2 separate regions of the Xenopus laevis genome follow, and region 2 is linked to region 1. Evidence: chromatin contacts called from public Hi-C data. All regions are on one chromosome and are shown on one strand. Each heading gives the region's core, a stretch centred on a gene start, on an enhancer-like site or on the middle of the called end of the contact. The rest is flanking DNA. Distances are from core to core; before and after follow the strand shown.

Evidence for each region. A called contact is a pair of places that touch in the nucleus more often than the background predicts.
Region 2: a Hi-C map of the XTC cell line shows a contact between it and region 1, with 5 times the contacts expected there. The contact joins the promoter of cfap299.L here to the enhancer-like site in region 1. A contact is called at or near these places in 2 of 4 Hi-C or Micro-C datasets (the XL177 cell line and the XTC cell line).

What each region holds. Positions count from the first base shown.
Region 1 is chr1L:103,417,741-103,421,542 of Xenopus_laevis_v10.1, forward strand. It overlaps prdm8.L (PR domain zinc finger protein 8), which reads left to right. Exons shown (of 4, transcript XM_018254228.2): 4 at 1-1,785. The coding sequence ends at 1,154. Among protein-coding and RNA genes, the nearest start is that of prdm8.L, 5.0 kb to the left of the region's middle. Within about 2 kb of position 1,886, at least 1 of the 7 cell types and tissues checked has an H3K27ac peak or open chromatin away from gene starts, as enhancers often do.
Region 2 is chr1L:103,559,827-103,563,628 of Xenopus_laevis_v10.1, forward strand. cfap299.L (cilia and flagella associated protein 299 L homeolog) reads left to right here and starts at 1,952. Exons shown (of 7, transcript NM_001095253.1): 1 at 1,952-2,040; 2 at 3,574-3,802. The coding sequence starts at 3,699.

The DNA of each region.
Region 1 (3,802 bases), core at 636-3,135:
TCATGTCAGCTTCAGCCAAATACAACAAACTTACCGTCTATCAACCTCAAAAGGAAAACCACAAACCTACAACAGACTTTCACAATTTGGCAAGGGACATGGAAAATGTCAGGGGATCTTCCTCTTCCTTCAGTTCGGTACCTACCAAGGCAAATTTGACACGGCAAGACCCCGATTCCACGCCTGATGGCCTTCATAGAGCCAAGAGGAAATATGACGAACATCAAGACGAAAGTAGGTCTAAGAAAAGTGATGCCTCTGGTAGGTTTTTGGACAGACCTTTGCCTTCCTCCAAAGAGGATTTAGTTTGTAGCCCTCAGTCTTTCAGAACCAGCTCCTATTATAATCTGGAGGAAAGTGGACAGTTATTTGCACCGCCTAGTCCAGAAACAGGGGAAGCCAAAAGAAGCGCCTTTGTAGAGGTGAAAAAAGGCTCTAGAGGAGTAGAAGAGAGTTCTCTTAACGCTGAAAATAAATCTATGTCCCCATCCCATTCCGGTAGTCCAAGTGAGCCCAAACGGCTGCAAGTGAGGCCAGACAACCAGGCTGAGGAAAGCTCTCCTATGGCTAGTGCATTCAGCAGTGTTCCTCAGATAAGAAACCTGGATCAGGAGAGAAAAAGCGCATTCTCCCAACCTACTAGAAGTGGCTTCAATCACATTTCTCCCCTGCAGGTCATGGGCCAAAAATTAATATCCAGTGGAATCAATATAGATTGTCCAGGAGAAAACGTGGGTGCAGCTAGGCTCTTCCAATCTGATCCTCTGTCAGTGAAGCTTCAGGGCCCGGAATTAAATGGCAACTGCACACTACAGGGTAGCTTGCCCAAACAAAGTCCTTTTCTCTTTGCCACCACATTTTGGCCAAAAAGTTCCGCAGCTCCTCTCCAGCTGCAGCTGCCCTCAACTCTCACCTTATTACCCCCTTCCTTCACTTCCCTTTGCTTGCCAGCCCAGAACTGGTGTGCCAAATGTAATGCGTCGTTCAGAATGACCTCGGATTTGGTCTATCACATGAGGTCCCATCACAAAAAGGAATATTCCATGGAGCCTCTAGTAAAGAGAAGGAGAGAGGAGAAACTAAAATGCCCCATATGCAACGAGTCCTTCAGGGAACGCCACCACCTGTCCAGGCATATGACCTCGCATAACTAGGTCTGTGTTATATCACAAGTGATGGACCTCTAAATACCCACAGTTGTACGCTGGGGCATGAGCTTTGAACGCAAATGTGTGAGGGTATTTCCTCTCTAAATGCACGCATTTTCACTTTCCAAAAGTACATTTTTTAAAATGTCATATATATTGCAGCATATTGATGCATTTGTCATATCTTTTTACTTAAATTATTAAGCACTTATCGTTTAGGTGTAATATCGATAATTGTATGTATTTTTTTGTTATGATTTTTTTTTCCTATTTTGGATAACAAAGAATATATTGGTGGGCATAGTTACTTTGTGCATTTCCTGACAACATCCGTGTTCCTACCAGATGAACATAAATATTATTATTACAGAGGACTCACTAGTTATGGAGGAGATGCATGGACAATACATTACCGCACAAACAAGAACTCCAAATAGAACCTCATCAACTTGTGTTTTATATCAATGCAAAAACCATGTTATATTGTAACAGTGAAATGAAGTATAATCCCCCTTTCTTTATTTCTTTTTTCCTGTCCCACAGTCCCCATTTGGAAAAAGGGATTTATTACACTTTATAGCTTATCTTGGTATGTTGGATGCTTTGACAATAAATTACTTTATTTTCTGCAAAATTACTCGCTTGTTAAATAGAATTATTTACCTAAGAATGGAGCAGGACAAGCACTACTGGCTCCCCCTTATTAGCTCAGCTCTTTGATTGAATGATTGGGGTTAGATCGGGTTCCTTGGCTGTATAGCTGCGGGCACTTTTTGGCACGTTTATGTATGTGAAGCTACAGCTGATCCCATGACTTTAAACCTTCTGATTAAGTGTCTCTTTCCATTTACAACTAAGGGACATGTAGACACAACGGGGTTACCATTCTGCTGACCCTGCTATACATATGTATATACACATTCAGCCTACAGATGTGTTGGCCTGGGCACATACATTTTGTTTAGATACTGAGATGAAATGCAATAAGGCAGATATGCTCACTACAGCACTAACTGATGCCCATTTAACTGCATATAGTCTACTGTACTGACTGAGCTGAACAGACAGACACACTGAATTACAAAGCTTAGTGGATATATAGGAATACAATGCTTAGAGCTGGCAGATGGTTGGATTTATAAATGTACATATATGTATTGATTGATCACGTACCCTCAGAACGAAGATTTTCTGGAACAAGTAGTGATTGCTAGCATTTTGTCGCGGATATACAATTTATGCATTACTTTTGTGCGACAAAACGTTATAGCATTTTGCCAGATGAAGAACACAGCCGCCCTGCCTGTTTCCACCTGGTGTTAATTAATACCTCATCACATATCTACTATGATTATCAGATGACGTGTAAATTCAGGGACACCTCTAGAAAATCCAAAAAGAAGCACTACACTGGTTGCGATTAAATTTGAATATAATCAGTTCAGTCCCACACCATGTATTATTGTATTTCCAAATAATCTGGTGGTGACCCTAGGGTAAACCGTTGTACCATAACAGGTTTTGTCGTATACTAAAAGTATTAAATAATAAAAAGGACACAGCGCCTATTGTTTATTTTTCCATCAGCTCTCTGAGCTCACAAATCAGTGCACAATATTCTAGGCTGTCGCTTCTTTAGAACACTATTCAGCTGCCCCACTCAGACCTTAGTTTTTACACCAGTTATTGTCTGATTCAAAGTGCCACAAAAGAGACTTTGGAAAATCATAGATGTTTGAGAGCTATGTGCCAGTTTAACATTACAACCAGTGTACCCTTTGAAATTTGGTTCAGAATTCATTGATTATTGATAGATAGTTAAATATAAAAGAATGTAACACTATTGATAATTCCAAAACAATACTTTCCAATCTATAAAAAGTTTTCATAAGATGATAAAGAGCAACTCTCAGTGATGGCTAGGATTTAGTAATAATGGTGTATTTTGTAGAGGGAGAATTATGTTGGTTTTCTACACTGTGACGTGTACGTGCATTCTCCAGATTCTGATGTCACTCTGCAATAAAGAAGATAGCCATAGCAAGATCAAGGACCTTAAACAAAATAATTTTATAGGAAATTTGGCAGATACAGTATATCAAATAAGTGCGCATTAAAGCATAAAAAAAAATATTTTATGCCAGCCAAAAAAAGTGCTCCAGAAATTATAATTGGTGCTTATGTAACTTGTGTCTCATGGCTCATTAAAACTTGTGTTTTATAAAAAATAGTGAACCACCTGTTGTTCTAAAATATGAAGATAAGAGAAGTCACCTCTGAGTTTCATGACCTGTATAACAGCACTTGGCTTTTGGTCTCTTGCCTTTATATGATCATGGAACTCTTCCATGATATCCTAATAGCTTACAAAATAAGTGCACTATCTATCTATCTATCTATCTATCTATCTATCTATCTATCTATCTATCATCTATCTATCTATCTATCTATCTATCTATCTATCTATATATCTATCTATCTATCTATTATCTATCTATTATCTATCTTTTTCTTTCTTTCTTTCTTTCTTTCTTTCTTTCTTTCTTTCTTTCTTTCTTTCTTTCTTTCTTTCTTTCTTTCTTTCTTTCTTTCTTTCTTTCTTTCTTTCTTCTATCATCTATTATAGAGTCCCATATATGTTTCACTCAGATTAT
Region 2 (3,802 bases), core at 702-3,201, 140 kb after region 1:
GTGCCATATACAAAACTGCAGGGGTTATTTTTAAGATGATAGATGATAGATAGATAGATAGATAGATAGATAGATAGATAGATAGATGTTAAAATGTTAAAACTGAGGTGTTTTTACGCTAAAGACTTGACTGGATTTTCGATTAGAACTACAGTAGAACCCCAATTTTACATCCCCCCTAATTTACATTTTCACAGGATTATTTGCAACACCCATGCTCATACGCTCATAAAATCAACATTTTACTGTATTTATGTTTGCATTGACTAAATAGGGATCCCTGACCCCATCTAAAACAAATGCTCTTTAAAGCTACACATTTATTGTTATTGCTACTTCTTTATTACTCATCTTTCTATTCAGGATCTCTCCTTTTCATATTCCGGTCTCTTATTCAAAATAAATATATAAAAAATAATAAAATGAACCCCAATTACAACTTGCCTCAGAATATCACTGTCTACATCATACTATAGGTTAATTTAAAGGAGAAGGAAAAGCAGTTTTTACTTGGGGTGCCAAATAAGTGATTCTATTTACTTACCAGACACCCCGGGCCAGTGCTCCTGTTAGCAGAAAACTGCTTTGGCCCGGAGTTATTCCAGTGAGCACCACGGAGCAATCGTCTTCCAGGCTTCTTACTTCTTCTTGCGGCTGCGCATGCACAGTAGAGCGGAAAGCTTTAACAAAAAAGCTGGCTATTTAGTTCTACTGCGCATGCGTCTGCCCCGGGAAATTTGAAGAAAAAAGAAGCAGGAAGGCAATCGCTCTATAGTGCTCGCTGGAATAACCGCGGCCAGTGCAGTTTTCTCCTGATAGGAGCACTGGCCTGGGGTGTAAAGTAAGTAGATACAATCACTTGGGGTGCCTAACTTTTAGCAAATGTTCTGACTTCTTCCAGCTTTCAAAAGGGCCCCCATCTAAAAACAAATGCTCTGTAAGGCTGCAAATGTATTGTTATTGCTACTTTTTATTAACTGTCTTTCTATTCAGGTCCCTCCTATTAATATGCCAGCCTCTTATTTAAATTACTGCATGGTTGCTAGGGTAATTTGGATCCTAGCAACCAGACTGCTGAAATTGCAAACTGGAGAGCTGCTGAATAAAAAGCTACTAAAAAATACTGTAACTCAAAAACCACAAATTAAAACCAATTGCAAATTGTTTTAGAAAGTCACCCTCTCTCCATCACACTGAAGTTAAGTCAAAGATGAACCACCACCTTCTGAGGTGCATACGATAATATCACCAAAGGTGAATGTATACAGTTTCTACAGATCTGCTCCAAAAGTTTCACAGAGGGATTTTGTTTTTCAGTTGTAAATGACACTAACATCTTTTTCCTTCACATCTCAGATTTTCCCCATTCTACTTTAGTATACTGTTCACTCCTCCTGTCTGTTGCCTCAGAATCCTATGATGTATCACTTTTCGCCAAGACTAGCAAAACGCCTAATCTCCTGGAGCTGTGCACAGAATCCTTCCACACGCTCCCAGCTGAAGCCCCGCCCTTTCTATTAAGAGGATGCATTGCAGAGGCATTAGAAACTACTGTTCATTTCCGGACGGCAGCAGAACTACATTCCCCAGAGTTCCCCAGCATGCAAAATAGGTATGGGAAGGCAAGCTAGCAGGAAGTACAACGAGTGTTTTTGCATATTGCATTTGTTTTACTCATTGTCTTTCAGCAGAGGGCGCTTACTACACAATTTTAATCTATATGTTGTTACTATGTTTACGTTCCTTCTACGTTTTGAGTTTAGCTCTGTGTTCGATGGAAAGATAAAAATTAGTTTGGAGCATGCAGGATTAGTTGTGGCTAACTGATTCTTGCACCATTGCAGACTTTATACGTGATGTAGAGCAGAGCTGCTGTTATGTGCTTGTGACTCAGACGCTGGTTTACATTTGGTTGCCGAGCAACTGCAGTTTGCAAACTAAAGGATACAGAATTTTACAAAAGAGGGATAAGTGAAGTGTGGGATTTTGGGAGCTGCAAATTCAGGCTCAGTGTCTCTGAAATCAGCATTAACTGCTCAGGTTAGTGAGCTCTGCACATTCTGTGCTACTGGGACATTTGGAGAGCAGTAGGTCTTGAATGTTAGATAGAATGTTACTACACAATTTTAATTTATATGTTGTTACTATGTTTATGTTCCTTCTACGTTTTGAGTTTAGTTCTATGTTTGATGGAAAAATATAAAAATTAGTTCGGAGCACGCAGGATTAGTTGTGGCTAACTCATTCTTGCACCATTGCAGACTTTGTACGTGATGTAGAGGAGAGCTGCTGTTATGTGCTTGTGACTCAGACGCTGGTTTACATTTGGTTGCCAAGCAACTGCAGTTTGCAAACTATATAAAGGATACAGACTTTTACAAAAGAGGGATAAGTGAAGCGTGGGATTTTGGGCGCTGCAAATTCAGGCTCAGTGTCTCTGAAATCGACATTAACTGCTCAGGTTAGTGAGCTCTGCACATTCTGTGCTACTGGGACATTTGGAGAGCAGTAGGTCTTGAATGTTAGCTTTTAGTTTTACTCATTTCCCTATTCGATAGACAGATAGATAGATAGATAGATAGATAGATAGATAGATAGATAGATAGATAGTGCAGGGATTCTTGTTTATTAGAATAGAAATAATAGGCAGATAGGCAGATAGGCAGATAGATAGATAGATAGATAGATAGATAGATAGATAGATAGATAGATAGATAGATAGATAGATAGATAGATAGATAGATAGTGCCATATACAAAACTGCAAAGATTCTTATTTATTAAGATGATAGATAGATAGATAGATAGATAGATAGATAGATAGATAGATAGATAGATAGTGCCATATACAAAACTGCAGGGATTCTTGTTTATCAAGATGATAAATAGATAGATAGATAGATAGATAGATAGATAGATAGATGATAGATAGCTAGGTAGATAGATAGAGTCATATACAAAACTGCAGGGATTATTAAGTCAACATTTCTGTCTTCACATAGACCTTTGTCAAGAGAAACAGTGAAAACAAGGACCCCAACCCCACAAAATATTCATAAGACATGGACGATGCATGATGTCACAGTAAACACAGATCCTCCAGACTGTCAACAAGTTTTAAATCTGTACCATGACTAGTTAAGGACACATTGTGAAGAAATCAAAATGAATATATTAATGTACTCCAGATAGCTGAAAGACTAATTACTGTCATTACCTATTACTTAAAGGGGCATTTTTAAATGCCCTTGCACTTTTTTTTTCAATTGCTATTTTTAAATTTTTTATTACAGTTTTTAGACAAATTATCTTAACTACAGCAATGACACAATTTGTTCCTGAAAATACATTCCCCTTTGTATGCATTCAGACTGCTGTATATAAAACACTTCAAACTAGTTGCAAAGGTCTGGCAAAAAGGTTGTCAGGGGTATGCAATATTTTTTTACTATGTTTGTTATGAAGGAAATATAATCTTAACCTGTATATATTTCTATATACCAATATTTTTAAAGTAAAAATACTGCATTGTGTTTGATTCATATTCCTCATTTGCTTTACGTGTTCTTTGCAGTGATAAGAAACATCCATTTTGTGAATTGGGCAGATTAATTATTGTTATAGACCCATTAGATGTTGATCACCTCATAACATTTGTGTGTGCCCTGGGCCAGTTTCGAAGATATTCGTCAGTTAAAGATGGAACAATCAGAGGCAGGATCTGCTGCAGACAGCATCATTACCCAGTTCAACACATATGAGGACTTCTTGGATTCTCAGATCACTGCTCTGGATCTACACTA